Linked DNA regions of Mus musculus: region 2 is linked to region 1. The links are chromatin contacts, called in public Hi-C maps. All regions are on one chromosome and are shown on one strand. Each heading gives the region's core, a stretch centred on a gene start, on an enhancer-like site or on the middle of the called end of the contact. The rest is flanking DNA. Distances are from core to core; before and after follow the strand shown.

Region 1 (5,386 bases), core at 1,701-4,200:
AGATTCTGTAGCTCCATGTCCAAATGAAAGGGCTTAGATAGTTCTCTACTTCCAGCTTTGCTGCCTACAACATCCATCTGTCTTGGACTGGTTTCTTTCACCTTCTGCAGCTCTCTTCTCACAGATATCCCACACTCTGGCATCTTCATTAGTATTGGTTCTCTATGGAAACTCAGGATTTACCTTCTCATCTTCAATAGTGGCTTCTCACAACCTCTTGCTTTCTCAGGGCCCTAACACAGGGACTCCCAGACACACTCTGACTCAGCAGCTATCTCAGACCATGTAGGAAAAAATGCATGACCTGTTCATTCTCAAATATTTTTATGCCTCTAAAGCCATGAAATTTTTCATGCCTCTAAATCTAGCATCACATGAATGATGCTGCCAAGTTTAGATACCAGCTTAGGAAGAACCATACCTCCATAAACCCAGTAGCAACATAGCTGCTTCCTAGGAGCAGAAAACACCATGGTCTCTCTCTCACAAGTTGCAAAGCTAGTTGGCTGAAGTTTGGTCCCCTTTAAACTCTTTCCACTGCATTCAAACTCTTTAATAGACACAAGATCCAGTCTTTCACATTGTTCAAAACCACAACATGGTAGGTTATTACCAGCAGCATCCCACGTCTATTAACTGCTTCCATTTTGGTCATGATTTTGTCGCTGTGACTACTGAACAGAAACGTTTAAAAGAAAGAGTTTATTTGGACATATGGTTCCACAGGAATATGGATTTATTAAGACAGGGAAACATGCTAGCAAGAGGCACACATAGAGACTGGAGCAGAAAACAAAGAGCTTACCTTTCCAGCCACAAGCAGGATGAAGACAGTGTAGAGTGGACTACATAATCTCAAAGCTCACCTTATATGATACATGCCTTCCAGCAAGGTTCCTCCATCTGAACCTTCTCAAACATTGACACCAACTGGCAACTAAGTGTCAAATACATAAGCCTCAAACCACCACATGGGAGTGTATAATAAGCTACCATCATGTTACTGGCTCTTAAACCTATTACTACATCTTTTTACTTCATCCATTACTAAGGAAGCACACTGAAAATATTTCACAACTGATAAATACTTTAAAGCATTTTGAAAACTGAGTCGCAATATAATTAAAACTTATTCTTACCATTGTCATTTTATTTTTGCATACATTTTTTTTCTGAGAAGGCTGTCCTATGCCTTACACAATTACCAGACTAGTTGAATATATAAAAAGTTGAGAGTTCATACAACTGGTTCTTACGTTTGCCATTTCCTAGCTTTTAATGCAGAATTGCTTTTCCTCTATGTTCTGGAAGTTGGAACATGTGTCTTTCATACTAATAACTTCATGACTGATACATATTTCAAAACAGTAATTACTACAGAGTGTTGACTGTATATTACATAAAATAATAAAAACATATTTGTCAAAAAAGTAGCCTAAAGAGTACATTAATTCCCAGGTTCACTAGATTGATATGACCAAGATGCTTGCTAAGTGCACATCTCTGGACCCTACCTCAGGTCTCAACATCTGAAAAGAAGCCTTTGCAGAAATACTTTTCCCTGCTAACATTCTGCACAGTAGGATCCATAGTATACAGTGTGGTCTTTAAATCGTCAAACAAACAAATAAAATCCTGACTCTTAGGTAATGCCAACTGATTATTATTTAATTAATCCTGCTTAGGGGTTTTACTTTATTATTCTGAAAAAAATATGCCTCTCTAATAGTTGTGTGACATTCTTTTCAGTATGATAAGGGTGTTGTAGTCTGCAATATAGAAAGAAATAAGGCAAAACTAACTACTCCTTCACAATGCAGTCTGAAAATTCTTTAGGTGTGTGCCTGGACTGATTTGCTCTTTGGGTTTCATAGTTTCTGCTTGCTCCTGGCTAACCTGAGACATACACCAACTCATCTGACATGCTTGCAGTATAAAATACGCAAAATTGATTCTTTCTACACATCCATAATTTTTTATTTCCTCTGTCTGATCTCAGCAATGTTTCATCTATTTTTCTAGAGCTATTAAGGGAAGGATTAAATAGTGTGATTTTTCCAAAGTTCACAGGTACCACCCTCATATAAATCTCCCGCCCCACCGTTCCTGCCTAGGTTCTATGAGGCAAGATGCATAGCAAAAACAGGTAATCAAACAGATTGGTGGAATAGACAGAATGAAATCCACTCATAGAACCTTTTTTTTTACATTGTTTTAAAGTATGATTTTACTTTTTACAGTGTTCCTTGTTATCTTTACTAACCTCGAAACAGACAACGGTATACCTTCCAGGAATCGTTTTACCTCAAATATAATGAGGCATGGAGTTTCGCACACCTTAAAAAAATATATGTTCATCTTTCAAACATCTTCGGGGAATTACAATTTAAAATATTTTCATTTGTTGGGAAAGATCAAAATAATCATACTTACTTTTTCTTTTTTTAGAAAAGTACAACTTTGTGAACTTTTCAAAACACATTCTCTTCCTTACAAGTAATTTCCTCTTGCAACAGGAGACACATAATATGTACCCTTGTTTGCTTTTTTGCTTTACTACAGCAGATTTCAACAAAGAAAATATATATATATTCATTGGAAGAGATGTTGACTTGCATTATGAAGTCTACTGATAGAAACTTGGCATAGTCCTTTGATGGGAGATAGAATGTCTTCAGTATATTTGTATCCTTTATGATGTATAATGATGTTTCACATATAGGAAAACCAGTAATTTTTATCTGAAAAAAAAAAACCTTAAGTGTCATTCTACAGCAAAGATCTATAAATATGGATATACATGTGAAAAACATCGCTAATCAATAGTAAGTTTATGGTTGCTACCGTTATTCCATATACTTTTCCATTCTGCCAGTTTAACAAGTCTGCAACAGTCCTTCTTTATCACCTTCTGAAGAAAAAGACCAAGAAAAGTTAAGTGCTTTAGTCAAGGTCACAGCATGGCTAAGTGTTGAGTCACTATCTGAACTCCGGCAGACTGTCTCCAGAGCCAATATCCTTATTTTGAACAATGATCCGTATTTAGCTGAAGACTAGATTTCTTCTGAAGTTCATGTTGAAAGCCCTTTCCAGTTCATTGTCCTGGCCTTCTCAATGTTGGTGCTTATTTGAAACAGATGCAAACACTTAAAACATCCACTAGCATTGGGTTTCGCTGTATTTGCTGGATTGTGTCAGGCTGCCTCCAGGAGACTGCTTTCTAAGTGGCTGTCTGATTTCATTCGTTACTAACCTGCAACTTCATGGGTCTGGTAAAGCCTGCCTGGTCAGAAGCTTATTAGAATCTCTTGCCAACATTCTGTCTCCCTCTGCAGTATAAATTGTTAGGGCAGTTGTGAGAATAGAGTGAGTGGACTTTTTTCAAAGCACAGTTTCTTTTCTTAAACCTGTTGGCAAGCTATGATGACTGGCTAAGTGCTCTGCAAACTCTCTCTTCACACAGTCCTAACTCTAGGAATTAGTCACTGATAGTTGTTTAAAAGCTTTTGCTTTTCAAATGGGTTTGCTTTTTCTCTCTCAAGTTTTTCTTCAGTTTAAGACTCAGTCGTCTATCTCAGAATTTGCTTTCTAAGTCTATATTTGTATGGCTGGCTCAGTACTTTTGATTGCTTAATTGTCATATTTTATAAATGTGCATGCAAAGTGACAAAAGGAAATGTCACCTTTAACCCATAGCACAATTTCTTCTCTCTTGTGTCCCTAAGGATAGAGTCATAAGAGTTTATTGAGCTTTCTTTCTCTAGGTGTTTTCTGGGATATCTTGGCATGAATGAGTTTGTTTATCAGAGATGCTTGTCAAAAATATAAGACCTGCTATGGACTTTAGCAAATCAAAAACTGATTAAAATGTCCTTTGTGCTAATCGAATCATAATAAAATGTTTTTGATGACTCTGGAGCTTCCTTTAGACTTTTCCTTTGCAGAAGAGTTCTCTATAAATGTAGGAGTTAAAGTTACATTTGTAAAATATTTCAGGAGGATTGTTAATGAAGGCTCATTTGATTATGCTTATGTTTAATAAAATTGTGTTTCTGTGTCACTTGAGCTAAGAAAATGAACCATTTTCTCTTCATGAAGCCTTAGGAAAGCTCCACCCCAGAGTCCAAAACAATAGAAGAAATCTTCTAAATACACACCCGTAAGCACCTGTATTACTGAAATGATGATCATAGATGCTCGTTTCTGTGGCTTTTAAGTATCTTCATTATTACACATCATGTCCTAATCACTTCAGGTGGTCATCAAGTGATAAAGCTTCCTGCCTCCTCCCTTAACCCAATGAGATGACAAACTCTCAGCATCTCCCCTGGTTTTGTTGATTTCCTAGGTACCAATTATAATATTTTCATTAATTTGTATCTTCTTGAAGAAAAGATGATATGATCTATTTCTGGAGCTTAATTTTCAGTATTAAATACAATGTCTGTAGAGTTCACACAAAATGTGTTTCCAGTCCCTTCAGGAAGAGCATCTCTCTGAGGATTTTGTTTTCCTTGGTGTGGGTCTGGGCATATCGTCATCATGTGAAGTAACATCTCGTTTTTCAAGGATGCTTATGACCTTGTTAAATTGCAGTCCAAAAATTGTGTGGCTTGTTTTGATTTTAACCAAAGTTACAGCTGCCTAGCTGTAAAGCAGTCACTTTCTCTTATTATGACTAGTTCTTCAACTTGTACTGTTTTAAATTGCCTGCAATTAGCATATTTCAACCTTATTTTTAGGTTTAAATTGCAGTGTGAGAGTGTACTCTCCTCTTAGCTAATTAGTGCTATCAAGGAACAGTAGGTTACCTCATTAGTACCATGTGCATTTAATTAAAGAAGAGAAAATTGGAGTTAACCTCATAGTTAATATTTTCACAGAGTGCTACAATGCCAACACCTTCAATTGGAGTCACACCCCTGTGTATCTAATTATGCACTGGTGCCAAATAAGGTTAGCAAGGGCACCACAAGGCTGTTGACAAAATAATTTAGATGAAAATGTGTTTGTTGGATTCTGACAGTAAAATATAACTTGAACATCACCCCAGTTCTCATCTGCCAGCATCAGGTGACATACTCCTTCACAAGAGAGAGAAGGAAAGGGATATTTTGGAAGCCATTTTTTTTTTCTGTCTGAATTAATGTGGCTTCTATCTTGAAAAAAGTGACATATAGTCAGCTAAAGCATATACAATCCTTTTCTTAAACAGGGCCTGGAACTTCACAGATATATTTGAAAAGAATTATTTATAAGATGTAATATTTACACGCATCAAACTACTACCAATACCCCTTGACACTCTCACCACCTCCCTCCTCGCTGTTCTTCTTGCCTGGTACAATTATAATTTCCCTTGTGTATTTTATGAGTGGGGATCATT
Region 2 (5,386 bases), core at 1,044-3,543, 470 kb after region 1:
GGGATTTTGGATATAGGCAACCTGGCCAACTCCATGAGTGTCTGTAATAGACTACTCTCACTGACTGGCCAGTATATTAGTTTACTTATCATCATCATCGTCGTCATCGTCATCATCATCATCATCACTTCATAGAGTATAGTGGGCACATCATTGTGAGCCTTTTGCCGTTTAAAAAACCGAGTTCTTTTGAAATATGCCCTGCACAATTCTTAAACCAAAGACATAAGTAACAAGAGGCGAGCCAAAATTTTAGCTGTGAAATAAATGTAGCTTGGAAAATAAAATTGGGGAAAATGTTAAATTCGGCATCTGGAAAGAAGTTTTCCATCATTTTTATTCAAATACTTATTTTCATTAAAACTAGAGGACTTTTTCACATTTGTTTTGTCCTGACTATAAGAGGCATTATTACCAAAGTATGCAGACTGCTTACAAACAAAACAATGCTTTCTTAATAAATGCTATATTTATTTACTTACGGGGCAGTGTGTGTGTGTGTGTGTGTGTGTGTGTGTGTGTGTGTGTGTTGCACTTGTGAAGTGCAAAACTTATCAGAGTCAGTTCTCTCTTACCACATGGGTCCTGGGAATCAAACTTAGGTCACCTACCTTGGTGGCAAGTACCTTTACCTTCTGAGCTTTATAGAAATTCTTCAAAATGCTTTTTGTGACTAAGTAAAGTATTATAGAATTTATTATTCAAAGCTATACTCAACCTTACATTACATATTTTACCAATGATCAACTTAAAAATAGCACCAAATACATTTTTTAAAAAACATGTAATATTACCTTTTTTTTTCTCCCAGCTTTCTTGCTTCTGAAGAAAACAGATAATCATTGCACTATGGAAAACTAGACTATTATTTTGAAAGCTTCTGCTATAGCCAGACACAGATTACTTGTTTTGGGCTGGGTTTCTGTTTCATTCTTCTGCACTGTCTGTCTCTTAGAATTAGTTACGTTTGGTGCTTCGTCCTCTTTTGTATCTGAGCAGTTTTTCCCAAGCCTTCCTGAATTTGAGGAGAATAGTCGCTATCGCTATACTACAGAGCCTGGCTGGACATAGGAGGAGAGTTATAGTCCTCCTGGAACCATATTTTGATGCTATCATTCCCCCACCCCATCGGGCACTACTACCACAACTCCCACCACCCCCACAATCAACACACCACTATCATCACAGCCATCACACGGCTAGTACTTAGCAAGTGTCATCTGTTAATTCCATATTCGTTTAGTGTTCATCACGTCTCCGGGGACAGTGGCATTCTATCAGATTTGCCATCTTAAATATCTTGCTATAATTTGCATCATCACTGATATTTTAGCCACTCTCAAGTCAGATATCGAATTAACTTTACATGTAAAATATTCTAGGCAAGTGCCTGTGAGGCAGAAACATGACTCAAGGCCCAAAGGTGGGGTGCCTCTGAGCCTGGTGACCTTAGTTTAACTCCCAGAACCCACATGCTAAAAGGAGAGAAAGATCCCAGTAAGCTGCCCTCTGACCTCAGTGCACACTGTGCCAAAATGAGAGAGAGAGAGAGAGAGAGAGAGAGAGAGAGAGAGAGAGAGAGAGAGAGAGCTCACCTTTACTCAAATGCACATCATATACTGTACTCAATAAATAGAAAATGAAAATGTAGTGATTTATAGAGACTATCTAACACTTGAAATGCCATTGCCTCTTCAGATTTCTGTGTTAAACTTCTGTGAAACAATAGTTCCTCTGATATAAACATTGCCTTCCTAGACTGTAAAAAGTTCCTTCAAACAGAGTTCTTGGACTAGTGCTGTAGTTGAGACCAAGTTCTGGATCAAATCTAGCAGTTTGGAATACTGAATGCATTAGCTGTGTACAATGCTGGCAACAGAATAAAGAGGGGGTGGGGGGAACGACAGGTCAGGCTATCTGTCTTTGCCGTACAGTAACCTTTCCATTGGACCATGTGGGTTCCAGGGCTTGGGTATGGGGCAGGGAAGCTACTGAGGTGTCCCTTCGTGGGTGCAGGAGGTCAGGGTGTTTCTTTTTCTAATACTCTTCTGAATTTGTAAAGGAGAAAGATGATAATGAAGACGATTGTTCATTTCCCCAAAGTCAGCTCTGCATGGAAAATATAACTCTTCTCAAACTTTCTTTTGAAAAACCTCCTGACCTAGCTCTCTTTCCCCTCCATTAGGAAAATGTTGCCTCTGTTTTCTAGCCATGGCCCAGAGCCTTAGGGACCGCCATGTGCCAGAGGCTCTGTGTAGGCGGTGACCTCTGGGCCTGTTTCTCAGACAGGTGGTCAGTCAACGGCTGGGGGCCAGGAGTGCTGCACAGCCCCTGTCTTGAGTCAGGCATTTGCCTGCAGCTGAGCTACTGTGCAGAATTCATAAATATGCCTCACCCACGCACACTACATGCACTTGAAAAGCAGAACTCCTGGGGAGATACTTGTGTCAGGCCCTACCAGCTGGATTTTTGCAAAGGGTAGACACATTCAGTCATTGTAGCTTCGACTCCGAATAAGTCAAACGTACCTCTGGCCTGCTTTTCCATTCTCTATTAAGAAACAACAAAGGCAGGGATGAAGTTTCTGGGGTCAGTGATGTAATATCAGAAATGCACTCCCCTGTCAGGCCCTGCCCCAGTGCAGTGTACACCACCCCTCAGCAGAGAGATGTGTGAGTAACTCTGGGCACTCTTTACCCTGATGGTAAAACTGATCTCAAAGCAGTGTTCTCAAACACTAATGGTGTATCCCTCTGCAAGTTCTGACCCAGCATTGCTTCCCTGGGTTCGTCAAGTGCTAATGGATCTTTTTGCTTCTCACTCTCTCGTTTACATACTCGTTACCCAGAAAGGAAAATAGTGTTCAAGCACTTTAAGTCATAGGAAACATTACTCCAGATTAGTCAAGATAAGAGGCACACACATCATTCTTCACTCAAAAAATGGGTTGTGGGCAATTCTGAGAATTCTCTGCTCTCTGCCTGTTCTTGTATTCTACTTCCTGTATCGCATATCTTTGTTCCAAGAAATTAAGAGTACCTGTCGTACTGCATCTCATGAGGAAGAAATGAAAGGAAGAAAGAAAAAGACTTGTCTATCATAGACTTGAGTGTATCATTCAAATTGTCTCTTGATGGCACTTGATGAAGTCTTGGCTCGATCAAACTGCCTCGCTGATGTCGATATTTCCTAGTAAGTTTGGCAACATACTGGTCTGCGATACTTTCATTATAAACTGGCTGTTCTCCCGGACAAAACCTTCAGTTTCATTTTCAACAAAACAGAGTTCCTGAGATCAGTCACAGACAATTCCCCCAGTGGCTAAGGGGTTATTTCTCCTTTGGGTTGTTACTTTCAGCATGGGTTGGGGCTGCAAGCCCCTCAGATGGGCTGCAGCTCAGGCTTACCAGTGTCGACCTTGGCTTGGGACTGTGACAGCAATAATTCCTAAGAGAATGTTTTTCTTTGATTTGATGATGCTTTTAAAGTCAAACGTCCTGCTAATGATTTATTTTGATGTGTTCTTCTAAGCTCTTTCCTGCTGCCCTGTTCCTTTGTTTTTCCTAAAGTTACAGTAGCTGTTGGTCTTGAGCTGAGTCCTCCTCTCAGTACCCTGAATTGCGCAATTCTTGCTTGGCCCAGTTTAGGCTAGGCATCCTTCCCAGAACCCAGTTGGCTTCTTAAAGGTTAAACAGTTTTGGTAAAAACTACAAATCATGACTAAATAAAACCCATAAAAACTGAAAACCTCAAGGACCTAGGGAAAAGGAATTTTTTTCTTTGACAGTGAACCACATACAGGCAGAGAGCTCATCTTTTTTAAACTTTGTTTCTCTACTCTTCTTCCCAAATTTGGTTTGTTTATTTTAGATTTTTTGTTTAATTTTGTTTTGTTTTGTTTTATTTTGTTTTTTTTTTCTTTTCTTTTCTTGTCTTGTCTTTCCCTCCTTCTCTTCTCTTCTCTTCTCTTCTCTTCTCTTCTCTTCTCTTCTCTTCTCTTCTCTTCTCTTCTCTTCTCTTCTCTTCTCTTCTCCTCTCCTCTCCTCTCCTCTCCTCTCCTCTCCTCTCCTCTCCTCTCCTCTCCTCTCCTCTCCTCTCCTCTTCTCTTCTCTTCTATCTTCTCTTCTTTCTATAGATAGAGCTTCTCTGTACAGCCTAGCCTGGCTTCAAATTCAGGATGCTCCTTCCTTGGCATAATAATGCGTGCTATCTCACCTGATATTTTCTTCTTCTTTTGCTGTTGATTTTGTTTGTTGGTTTGGGCACTGTTCTCCTAAAGCCAAAGCTGCTCTGGAAATCCTGCCTCTAGCTCCTTAGTGTGGTCCTTGCTGGCATGCTCTACCATACAGACATGCAAAACTTACAATCCATTTTGGCTTCACATGTCTCCCCCACCTTAAAGTCGTTTGTGGTCTCTGACTCCTCTAGACAGCGGTAAGCATGGAATCTGTAACAAATCTTTGTGCTCAGTGTCTGTAACCTTTTCATTGTGCTGAGTCAGAATTCTGAAAACAAAACAACTCAGAAAAAGCCAAAAAAAAAAAAAAAAGAATTCTTTTGGCAGGTAAGAACACAATTGTATAATTGATGTGATAGAATGTAGGGGTCTATTCTTCTGCTTCTCTATGGAGAGTAAGTAGAGAATGAGCGGACTTGTGTAGATGTCTTCATAATCATTACAATTTTGGCTTGTGGCTTCTTTAGGTACTTGTTAATAGACTGTTTCTCTTCATTTGTATTTTAGAGGGATTCAAAGTTGTTTGGGGGTATTTTGGTTTAGGGTTTTGATTTTCGTAATTCCAGTAGTTCTCTAGTAAATCCTGTAGAACCATGTCTTTCAGATAATGATGAGCTTTCGTGAATTTTAATTTTCCTGTAAAGAGCATCGCATCGTCTTCTGAGAAGTCTGTCTTCATCACGTCTTCCCATTGGTCTTCTCTCATAAAGTCTTTGCTCCTGTGCATATATGTGGACACAGACTTCTACATTTTAGATTTGCGTATTCAATACCTTTAAGTGAGGCATTAACTCAGCATGTCCACTCTCTTATATCTGTTTCAGCAGTGAGACTGGCTGTTTATCGGTCCTCCAACACAGTGTAGCTTGAAGGTTCACCTGTACTGTCAACTCTTTAGTAAATCAGAAACACTGAAAGTTAACTAGTTTATTTTTCTGCCAAGTCTTAGTAATAGTTCCAATTCTTCTGTTTTTTCTTTGTTTTCTCATTTTGTCTGAGGCACTTCACTGCCTTGACCACATAATCCTGTACCTACCGCTACTCTGAGATTTGCCCTCAGCACTTCAAATGCTTGAAGTCTAAAGATTCCATCAGCTCTCCGTTCTGTTGCTTTCTTTTAGCTAAAATATGTTATACACAGAGTGGTCT

Evidence for each region. A called contact is a pair of places that touch in the nucleus more often than the background predicts.
Region 2: a Hi-C map of uterus shows a contact between it and region 1, with 3 times the contacts expected there. The contact joins two enhancer-like sites. A contact is called at or near these places in 1 of 484 Hi-C or Micro-C datasets (uterus) and 1 of 115 datasets of contacts at active chromatin or transcription factors (bone marrow-derived macrophages).

Annotation. Positions count from the first base shown.
Region 1 is chr6:15,318,486-15,323,871 of GRCm38.p6, forward strand. All of the region lies in intron 5 of Foxp2 (forkhead box P2), which reads left to right. Among named protein-coding and RNA genes, the nearest start is that of Gm36352, 320 kb to the right of the region's middle. Within about 2 kb of position 2,951, at least 36 of the 459 cell types and tissues checked have an H3K27ac peak or open chromatin away from gene starts, as enhancers often do. A contact at or near this core is called in uterus, where this site is marked.
Region 2 is chr6:15,790,523-15,795,908 of GRCm38.p6, forward strand. The region is part of intron 4 of Mdfic (MyoD family inhibitor domain containing); the gene reads left to right. Among named protein-coding and RNA genes, the nearest start is that of Mdfic, 73 kb to the left of the region's middle. Within about 2 kb of position 2,294, at least 129 of the 459 cell types and tissues checked have an H3K27ac peak or open chromatin away from gene starts, as enhancers often do. A contact at or near this core is called in uterus, where this site is marked.